3 separate regions of the Sus scrofa genome follow, and regions 2 and 3 are each linked to region 1. A link is a contact called in public HiChIP or PLAC-seq data. All regions are on one chromosome and are shown on one strand. Each heading gives the region's core, a stretch centred on a gene start, on an enhancer-like site or on the middle of the called end of the contact. The rest is flanking DNA. Distances are from core to core; before and after follow the strand shown. Region 1 holds the start of OLR1 (oxidized low density lipoprotein receptor 1). Region 2 has its middle 21 kb from the start of CD69. Region 3 holds the start of CD69 (CD69 molecule).

Region 1 (2,935 bases), core at 258-2,757:
CTAAGCTTATATTTGATCTGTTCTTCCCCACATCAAGAAACTCTCAGTTCACCTTGGTTGGATCAACCTCCTCCACAGGGCAGAGAGCCTCATGTTTTTAACATAGACCACATGCACCACGTGCACACATGCACACAGAGTTGTAACATACTATAAACAAATGCCAGACAACAAACAAATAAGCCTTTAATCAGTTAATCAACAGAGAAAGTCTAAAGAAGGTGCTGTTTGTACCATTCGATTTTTCACTAAAGTTACAACATGGAACTGAGGTTCTGACCAAAGGAAAATAGGAATGAAACCTTAAAATGTCACTTGATTCCTGTTAACACCACATCCTCCACTCACACCAGCTGCAGCACTCTTATTACAAGAAAAAAAAAACAAAAAACCTCCCATTATTGTAAAACAAATACTCATGTAGCTCACAAGTACACAAATATCTTTTAAGTCGTCCACCACTTCAAAAGCACAGATATTACTGGTTCAGCAGGAAAACATTTTATACAATGAATTTGTACTCCTCACCTTGTAAGATAAACACTTTAGGCACTGATAATGTTATCTTTTATATCCAAATAAGGAAACTGAAAATTCAGTGAGTGACTTGCCTAATATCATGCAGATGTTAAGATCCAAACAAAGGTCTTTAATCCAACTGTCAACAGCTGCATGACTGGGAACATCACATCACAGAATTTCCAGTGTGAATGTATAATGATCCAAATCAATCAGTGGTCAAATGTATTCACAGAGTTCTCCTGTTTCAAAAGCACTCCTATTAGCCTCTTCAGATGATACAAATAAAATAGACTTTTTGACAGGAAGAAATAGGGTTCATGCATGTGTGTGGCAAGTTGACAGAAAAGAAGTTGAAGAGAGCCGTGCACCTTGCAAATAATTGCCAAATCCTAAACTTAGAGGCAAGTATACGAGTAAGACTTTCCACCAACAGTTCCCTCTGGTCAATATCCGTTCCATGTTATGGGAGATTGCTGCTAGCTCTACCACTTATTAGTTGTGTCAAACTGGGTCCTTAGGTTAATCCCCTTCAGTGAGTCCTCTGTAAACAGTAGGTAATAGAGCTAATCTCAAGGTGTGAAGGTTTAGAGAAATAAGGCTTATAAATCATATCAGAGAACATAGCCTACAGCAAATGTTCAATAAAAGTTAGTTATCCTCATTCTCTTCATCATCATTATACCAAGTTAGTTTATTCATGGTCATCACCTTCCTTATTACCATCATATCTGGCTTTCCTTTTAAGTAAATGTTCTAAACGCTCTAATATTTTCCCATACTCAGGTGTCTCAGCCGTCTAATCCTATGTTTAGTTTACACGTCTAAGCTAATTCTGTCCCTGTACACATTCACCTACCCCCAGTACCTTCAGCTTTATCTCCATTTGATTTCTCGTCAGGTTGATCCTTCATACTGTTGCTCTTGAGGTCATCAAGTGTCATTTCTGAATTTATTCCAAGAATGAGGGAGTGGAGCAGCCAAGGACTTCTACAAGCAGAAATGTCTGAGCTCCCACTGGAGCGTTTAAATAGCTGCTGCTATCTAATGGAATGACTCAATCATTGGTAGGAGGAAGGAGAGTATTTGCTTCATTTTGGGAAGTTGGCTGACGCAAATTCTTGAGTTATGTCTATTGCAGGAGGGGAAAATGGTGATTCTGATAGTGTTTCAGGATGTTTCACTAAGTAATTTATGAAAGGGAAAACTGTGTTTTCCATGAGCATTAGAGGAGAGAATTTGTATTTATTTTTCAGATAAGGAAACAAATTCAGAAGGGTAAGTCAGCAGTGAATTTGTGGAAGAGTGTGCATTTAGACCAGATTATTTGATTCCAATATCCTTTTTTCTTTTTCTTTCTTTCTTTCTTTCTTTCTTTCTTTCTTTCTTTCTTTCTTTCTTTCTTTCTTTCTTTCTTTCTTTCTTTTTTTTTTTTCTTTTTTTCCTTTTTAGGGCTGCACCCTTGGCATATGGAAGTTCCCAGGCTAGGGGTCAAATTGGAGCTGTAGCAGCCAGCCACAGCCACAGCCATGGTGACACAGGATCCTAGCCGAGTCTGCTACCTACACCACAGTTCATGGCAAAATTGGATCCCAGACCCACTGAGCAAGGCAAGGGATCAAACCTGCATCCTCAGGGATACTAGTCAGATTCATTTCCGCTGTGCCACAATGGAAACTCCCCATATTTTTTTTCATTTCACTGTATCAGACTATCTCTATTCTATATCTCTAATAAGTCTCATATTTTCCTTTTTAATTTTGACTTTTTTCCTCAGAAATAGGCTTAGGAATTTGGGGGTTAATTACATATGGCTCTTATCTCTAGTCATAATAACCTGGGTAATTTTAGAATTTAATCAGGAGTGCTCTTTCATACAGTGGAGATATAACACAGAGCAGAAAAGAACTTTGGAGCCAGAGGGAGCTAGTTTAATCTTTCCTTTGCCGGCCTATTGTTCTATAAATCTTGGCAAATGTCTTTGTCTTTGAATTGGATCATGAAATGTCCACTTGATAATGTTGCTGATGTCGCTACAAGGATTCAAATGGGGTATTGGGCAAAACGCTAAGCTTTGTACTTTAAACATCATTGCAACTCAATAAATGATAGTTATTAATGTTAGGGGTAATATTCAGCACAGTTGAATTGCCATTGAAGAATATATTTTTATATGATTGACTTGAATCATGAAGACTCTTCAATGGAATCCCAATAAAGATACACCTTATATTCACTGATAGAATTCTCACCTATTTTGACCTCAAAACCTTCTAATCAGAAAAATAATGTCTCATTGCAATCTCATTTGCAATTGCAAAAAAAAAAATCCTTATATATTAGAGGTAACTTCTGAGGTATTTCAAAATGATATGATATCTGATATTTACTTTAAACTACACCAGGAAAATAAATA
Region 2 (2,935 bases), core at 266-2,765, 300 kb before region 1:
AACCTAAAAATGTTTTTTGGAGTTCCTGTCATGGCACAGTGGTTAATGAATCCGACTAGGAACCATGAGGTTGAGGGTTCGATCCCTGCCCTTGCTCAGTGGTTTAAGGATCCTGCGTTGCTGTGAGCTGTGGTGTAGGTTGCAGACGTGGCTTGGATACCACGTTGCTGTGGCTCTGGCATAGGCCAGCGGCTACAGCTCCAATTAGACCCCTGGCCTTTGGAACCTCCATATGCCGCGGGAGAGGCCCAAGAAATGGCAAAAAGACAAAAATAAATAAATAAATAAATAAATAAAAAATAAAAATGTTTTCTCAGGTCATTTTCCCAAGGCAACAGAAATAAAAGTAAAAATAAACCAATGAGACCTAATCCAACTGACAAGCTTTTGCACAGTGAAGGAAACCATAAGTGAAAAGACAACCTACAGAATGGGAGGAAATAGTTTCAAACAATGCAACTGACAAGGGCTTTATATCTCTACCATATACAAACAACATATACAACTCAACAGCAAAAAACCCAACCACCCATTTGAAAAATGGGCAAAAACCTGAATAGACATTTCTCCAAAGAAGATATACAGATGGCCAACAAGCACATGAAAAAAATGCTCAACATCACAGGTCAGAATGGTCATCATTAACAAGTCAACAAATAACAAATGCTGGAGAGGAAGTGGAGAAAAGGGAACCCCCCTACACTGTTGATGGGAATGTAAATTGGTACAACCACTATGGGAAACAGTATGGAGGTACCTTAGAAAACTAAATATAGAACTACCATATGAGCCAGCAATCCCACTCTTGGGCATATATCCAGACAAATTAAGAAAGACACATGCACCTGCATGTTCATTGCAGCACTATTCACAATAGCCAAGACATGGAAACAACCCAAATGTCCATGACAGATGATTGGATTAAGAAGATGTGGTGTGTATACACAATGTAATACTACTTAGCCACAAAAATAGAAAATAATGCCATTTTCAGCAACATGGATGGAACTAGAAACTCTCATACTAAGTGAATTAAGTCAGAAAGAGAAAGACAATACCATATGATATAATTTATATCTGGAATCTAATATATGGCACAAATGAACTTTTGCACAGAAAAGAAACTCATGGACTTGGAGAACAGACATTTGGTTGCCAAAGGGGAAGGGGAGAGAATGGGATGGAATGGGGGTCTGGGGTTAATAGATGCAAGATACTGCATTTGGAATGGATAAGCAATGAGATCCTGCTGTATAGCACTGGGAACTATATCTAGTCACTTGTGATGGAGCATGATGGAGGATAATGTGAAAGTATATATATATATATATATTTGTGTGTGCATGGCTGGGTCACTTCTTTGCTGTACAGTAGAAAATTGAAAGAACACTGTAAACCAGCTATAATGGAAAAATAAAAATTGTTAATAAAAAGTGTCTCATGGGAAGATGAGTAGGCAAGGTTTAGCAACAGGGCAGAAGTAGGAGGAAAAGAAAATGTCCTATCAGTAGGGGGTGCTGTGTGATTGGGGTTGCCCTAAACTTGAACAGCCATGAAACTGATACTGGATTTTAAATAGTCTATATTTTTATGTGCCAAAACAAGCCATGTTTTCCCAAAGTGTCAGATTGCCTAGGTACAAAACCTGGATCTTCCATATAAATTTGGGCAAAGTCCTTAATTCTGTTAAGAGTTGGTTTCCTTGTCAGATCTCCATAAAACCTAAATGCTAGGGTTGTTTTGAGGATTAAGTAAATTGATCAAAAGTAAACTATTAAGTTTCTGAATATAGAAGAAACAATGTTGATTATAATTATTGCTGTATTTAGTTATGTTTATTAGAATAATAGAATCATTCAATGTGAACTTTTTGTTACTTTCATGCTTTTGATGCTTTGGGTAATATGGGGAACAAATGTCCTCAAAGTCAGCAAAGTAGTGTGGGTTGAAGACTGCACCACGTGCAATCAAGTGTAACTCAGCAACATGTGACTAATAGAAAAGCCCGGAGCAACAGTTAAGGGAGAGATATCAAGCACTACACAAAGTTTTAAGAAGTTCCCCAAAATTCTGAGAATTATTCAGAAGCGATTTCTTAAAGGCAGCGTGAAACCTCAAGGACTTTTATTTGGCTATTCGTTAAAAGCATGGATAATCATTTACTAGGTCATAACAACCCTCTCCCCACTAAGAAATACCTGCCAAGCAGGTAAAATATTTTAAACTATTAAAGTTACATAACAATATATAACTATATTAAAGATAAGCATTTGTTTGGGGATAATGAATTAGTGAAGAATAACATAATGCAACTCTAAGAGAAATCTGAAATCCAGGAAGAAGAGCTTCTTTTCTTATTTTATTATTTTTGTCTTTTTGACTTTCTAGGGCTGCACACGCAGCATATGGAGGTTCCCAGGCTAGGGGTCTAATAGGAGCTACAGCGGCCAGCCTATGCCAGAGCCACAGCAACACCAGATCTGAGCCGCATCTGCGACCTACACCACAGTTCACAGCAATTCGGATCCTTAACCCACTGAGCAAGGCCAAAGACCGAACCCACAGCCTCATGGTTTCTGGTCGGATTTGTTTCCTCTGTGCCCTGACAGGAACTCTGAAGAGCTCCTTTTCTTACAGAAGACTTTCAAAGACAGATGAAGAAGTTGAGCTGCTGAACGGGGATTTGCTATCTTAGATTTGGGTTTAGCTCTGGTCTTCAAGTGGGGGAGGGGGACTGAAAAATCAGAATATTTGGTTGGGTTGGTTCACCAAAATCTACACCCAAAGACAAAATTTTCCACCTGAGGCTCTACTGGCATTTTGAGTCAGATTATTCTTCATTGTTGGAGGTTGTCCTGCGTGCTATATGTCGTTCAGAAGCATCCTTTGGAAGTTCCCATAGTATCCATGAGGACACAGGTTCAATCCCTGGCCT
Region 3 (2,935 bases), core at 247-2,746, 280 kb before region 1:
CTCTGATTACAAGCCCTGTCCATTAACAGAGAAATTGAAAACAAATCCACCGGTAGGTACTGAATCATCCAAGGGTGGCGCTCAATAATCGTTCAAACAAATGAAGCCAGAACAAGAGCATCATAAATATTTCCACGCAAATTATTCAACAAAAAATTGGGATGATCTCGGGGAAAGTTAAGAATACCTAAGTAAGCTTCTTTCAACTGGGTTCTCTATTGAGCAGTTGTTGTTGTTGTTGTTTTTAATTACATTCTTTTCTTTGGGGCAGCTCAACTGAACCATAAATTTACAGTTAATCTGGTTACCAAAAATTTTCTGTGACTTATCCTTGTTTTCCACACTTGATTTTGCATTCTTAAGTAAAAGATGGGTTTACCAGTGGTAATTGATAATTTTCTAAAACAAACCACTCTAACAAACACATACTCAGAAAACAATTCCTTTCTCTAGATTGTTTAAGCTCTGCTGTTGATAATGCATTCCTTTGTTACTGGATAGTTTTGCTTACAAGTAAAGTCTAGTTCCTACAAGCTAGTGTTTGGGGCACCTCACTAATTAGAGAAGACAAGAGAGATAGATGAAACAAATCAAGAAAGCCTCACAGAAGCAAATTATCATAAAACAATGGGAAAATTCTGGTACTAGGAAATAGAAAGGTCTGTGGACAGACTAGGCAAATAGAAAGGAGGAAAAGGTATATAGCAAAGATGATCGTATGAAAATAAGAAAAAGGAAAAAAAAATGATTGATTCATGAAGAATTTGAAGCCAGTGATTAGAAGGATGAAATAGGAGAATGAAATGGAGGAAGTGTCTTAATGAAGAATGTAGAAGAAGACTGCATTTTCAAGAATTTTTTCATACATTCTCCTAATAAACTAGAACTGGACACTAAATAGTCAGACGTTTATAAATCTATTCTCTCAAAGACTGGAAACAACTTGTGTTTCCAGCAACCAGAAGATGCTGTCATGAGAACATAAGATAAGGCACACCGAGAGCACAAAATGGTACAAGGTAGAGACAACCAAGAATGTAATTGTGTACGTGGAAAACAGAATTTTCCATACAGAGGGGCAGAGCTTCCTAAAGGATGTCCAGATGGATATGCAAAAATGATGGAGAGTTCCCTGGTCTAGGGCAAAGGGGGTTTTTATTTAACTCTGAAAAATTGAGATGATATAAACTAAAACAAAGAAATTGCTGGTTAAAGAGCTTCTAAAATTCACCCTGTGATTTCCTCCCAAGTCTCAGGTGGTCTGTATTCTCATAGATAAAGAAATACTTACTTCTCCCCATTTTCTCCTTTATCCCAACCGAAATAGAAGATAACCAAGTTCTTCAGAAGACAAGTTTCATTTTCCCCAACTACTGTTATATATCATAGATCAATAGAGGCAAATACACATAAGGACATGGCTTACTTGGTTGTCCTCTATTCGGATGCAAGGAGTTGGTCTCTGTTGTGGAAGCATCTTCTAAACTCATCTTTATCTTCGTCACAATCCTCTGGTTAATCCCAGGTCAAGTCAGTCTACGGTGGACGTCTTTGCTGGAGCTCTTGTTCAGTTCTGAGTCTTTGAGATATCTCAGTGTTTATATTCACTTGCGTTGTCTCCACCCCCTTCCTCTTCCCTCCTAATCATTCAGCTACACCTGTTCTCTTTAATTTATGCTCCACTGACCCAGACAATTTACAATGTGTTGTTGTGGTGAGCTTTGGGTTTTCCCTGCTGTCTAAAATGTGCTTTCTCACAACTATAGGTGCAGTTTGAAAAGACAAGCAGGGTTTTCCCGGAATCTGAGATCTCCTTTCTTAAATTTGTAGACAACAAATAGTTTAGGAAACAGAATACCTAAGTAAAGAATTGTGAGTTAGGGATTCCTGTCTTTGAGATGGAAATAATTTGGAGAACGCTCTTTCCCTGGAATTCTGTTCATTCCTTTAATTATACATTGACAACTAGTATTTATTGAACATCTGCTATAGACTGGATGCTGTTTGGGGCTGAAGGGTTTATTGATGAATAAAAAATTAAAATCTCTATTTTCATGGCCCTCTCTTGGGTCTGGAAGAATTTTACATAGTAAGCTATAAACTGGCTTTCAGAGAAGTGTCATTCACTTCTTCCCTGGGGACTAGTGTTTTTTTAAGGTGTCATTTAATAAGTAGTTGCTTTAATACAGGAAATAGAAACCTTGTGGCTGGCACTTCCTTTCTACGTTCTAAAGTTATTTATCTCAAATTATCTGTTTCATTCAGCTCCTGTTAATTTTCTTGTGATATTTTACTGCATTTACACTGCCCTTATGTTTCCTCAGTAATATCTTATTCTTCTATTTTTCTCCTGTCTGCTAGATTATTATTTTCATGTACCTCTGACACTTTATTTATTTGGCCGCACCCACAGCAGATGGAAGTTTCTGGGCCAGGGATCAAATCTGAACCACAGATGCAGATCTGCTCCATAGCTGCAGCAATACCAGCTCCGTAACCCACTGCACCAGTGAGGATTTGAACCTACGCTTCCCCAGCGACCAAGCTGTTGTGTGACGACACTGGATCCTTAACCCACTTCGCCACAGCAGGAACTTCTCTCTGCCACTTCAGACTTTTGGTGTGTGATTACTATAAAAACATATTGCTATGGTATCAATACCCTTTGGAAACTTTCTTAAGATTAATGCGAAATGAATGCAGAATGGCTGCATATGGTGATTTAAGGAGGGGATCAAAATACTGATTAATAATCTTAGTGCCCCAAGTTATCATTAATATCACTTTAGAGTAAGGATATCCTGTTTTCAGAATAAAGCCTTTGTGAAAACATTATGGTTAAGTGGGTGGGAAATTACCATCTACTGTAGGCTAGTTAAACCATCATATTTATTGGTTTACCTAAGATATGGAGAAGTGCATCTTAGTCCTAAAG

Evidence for each region. HiChIP or PLAC-seq counts read pairs in DNA pulled down with a chosen protein or histone mark.
Region 2: an H3K27ac HiChIP or PLAC-seq map of alveolar macrophages shows a contact between it and region 1. The contact joins the enhancer-like site here to the promoter of OLR1 in region 1.
Region 3: a contact with region 1 is called in an H3K27ac HiChIP or PLAC-seq map of alveolar macrophages. The contact joins the promoter of CD69 here to the promoter of OLR1 in region 1.

Annotation. Positions count from the first base shown.
Region 1 is chr5:61,797,928-61,800,862 of Sscrofa11.1, reverse strand. It overlaps OLR1 (oxidized low density lipoprotein receptor 1), which reads right to left and starts at 1,507. Exons shown (of 8, transcript NM_213805.1): 1 at 1,388-1,507. The coding sequence starts at 1,463.
Region 2 is chr5:62,097,346-62,100,280 of Sscrofa11.1, reverse strand. No RefSeq gene overlaps it. Among named protein-coding and RNA genes, the nearest start is that of CD69, 21 kb to the right of the region's middle. Within about 2 kb of position 1,515, at least 1 of the 83 cell types and tissues checked has an H3K27ac peak or open chromatin away from gene starts, as enhancers often do. A contact at or near this core is called in alveolar macrophages, where this site is marked.
Region 3 is chr5:62,076,695-62,079,629 of Sscrofa11.1, reverse strand. It overlaps CD69 (CD69 molecule), which reads right to left and starts at 1,496. Exons shown (of 5, transcript NM_214091.2): 1 at 1,427-1,496. The coding sequence starts at 1,490.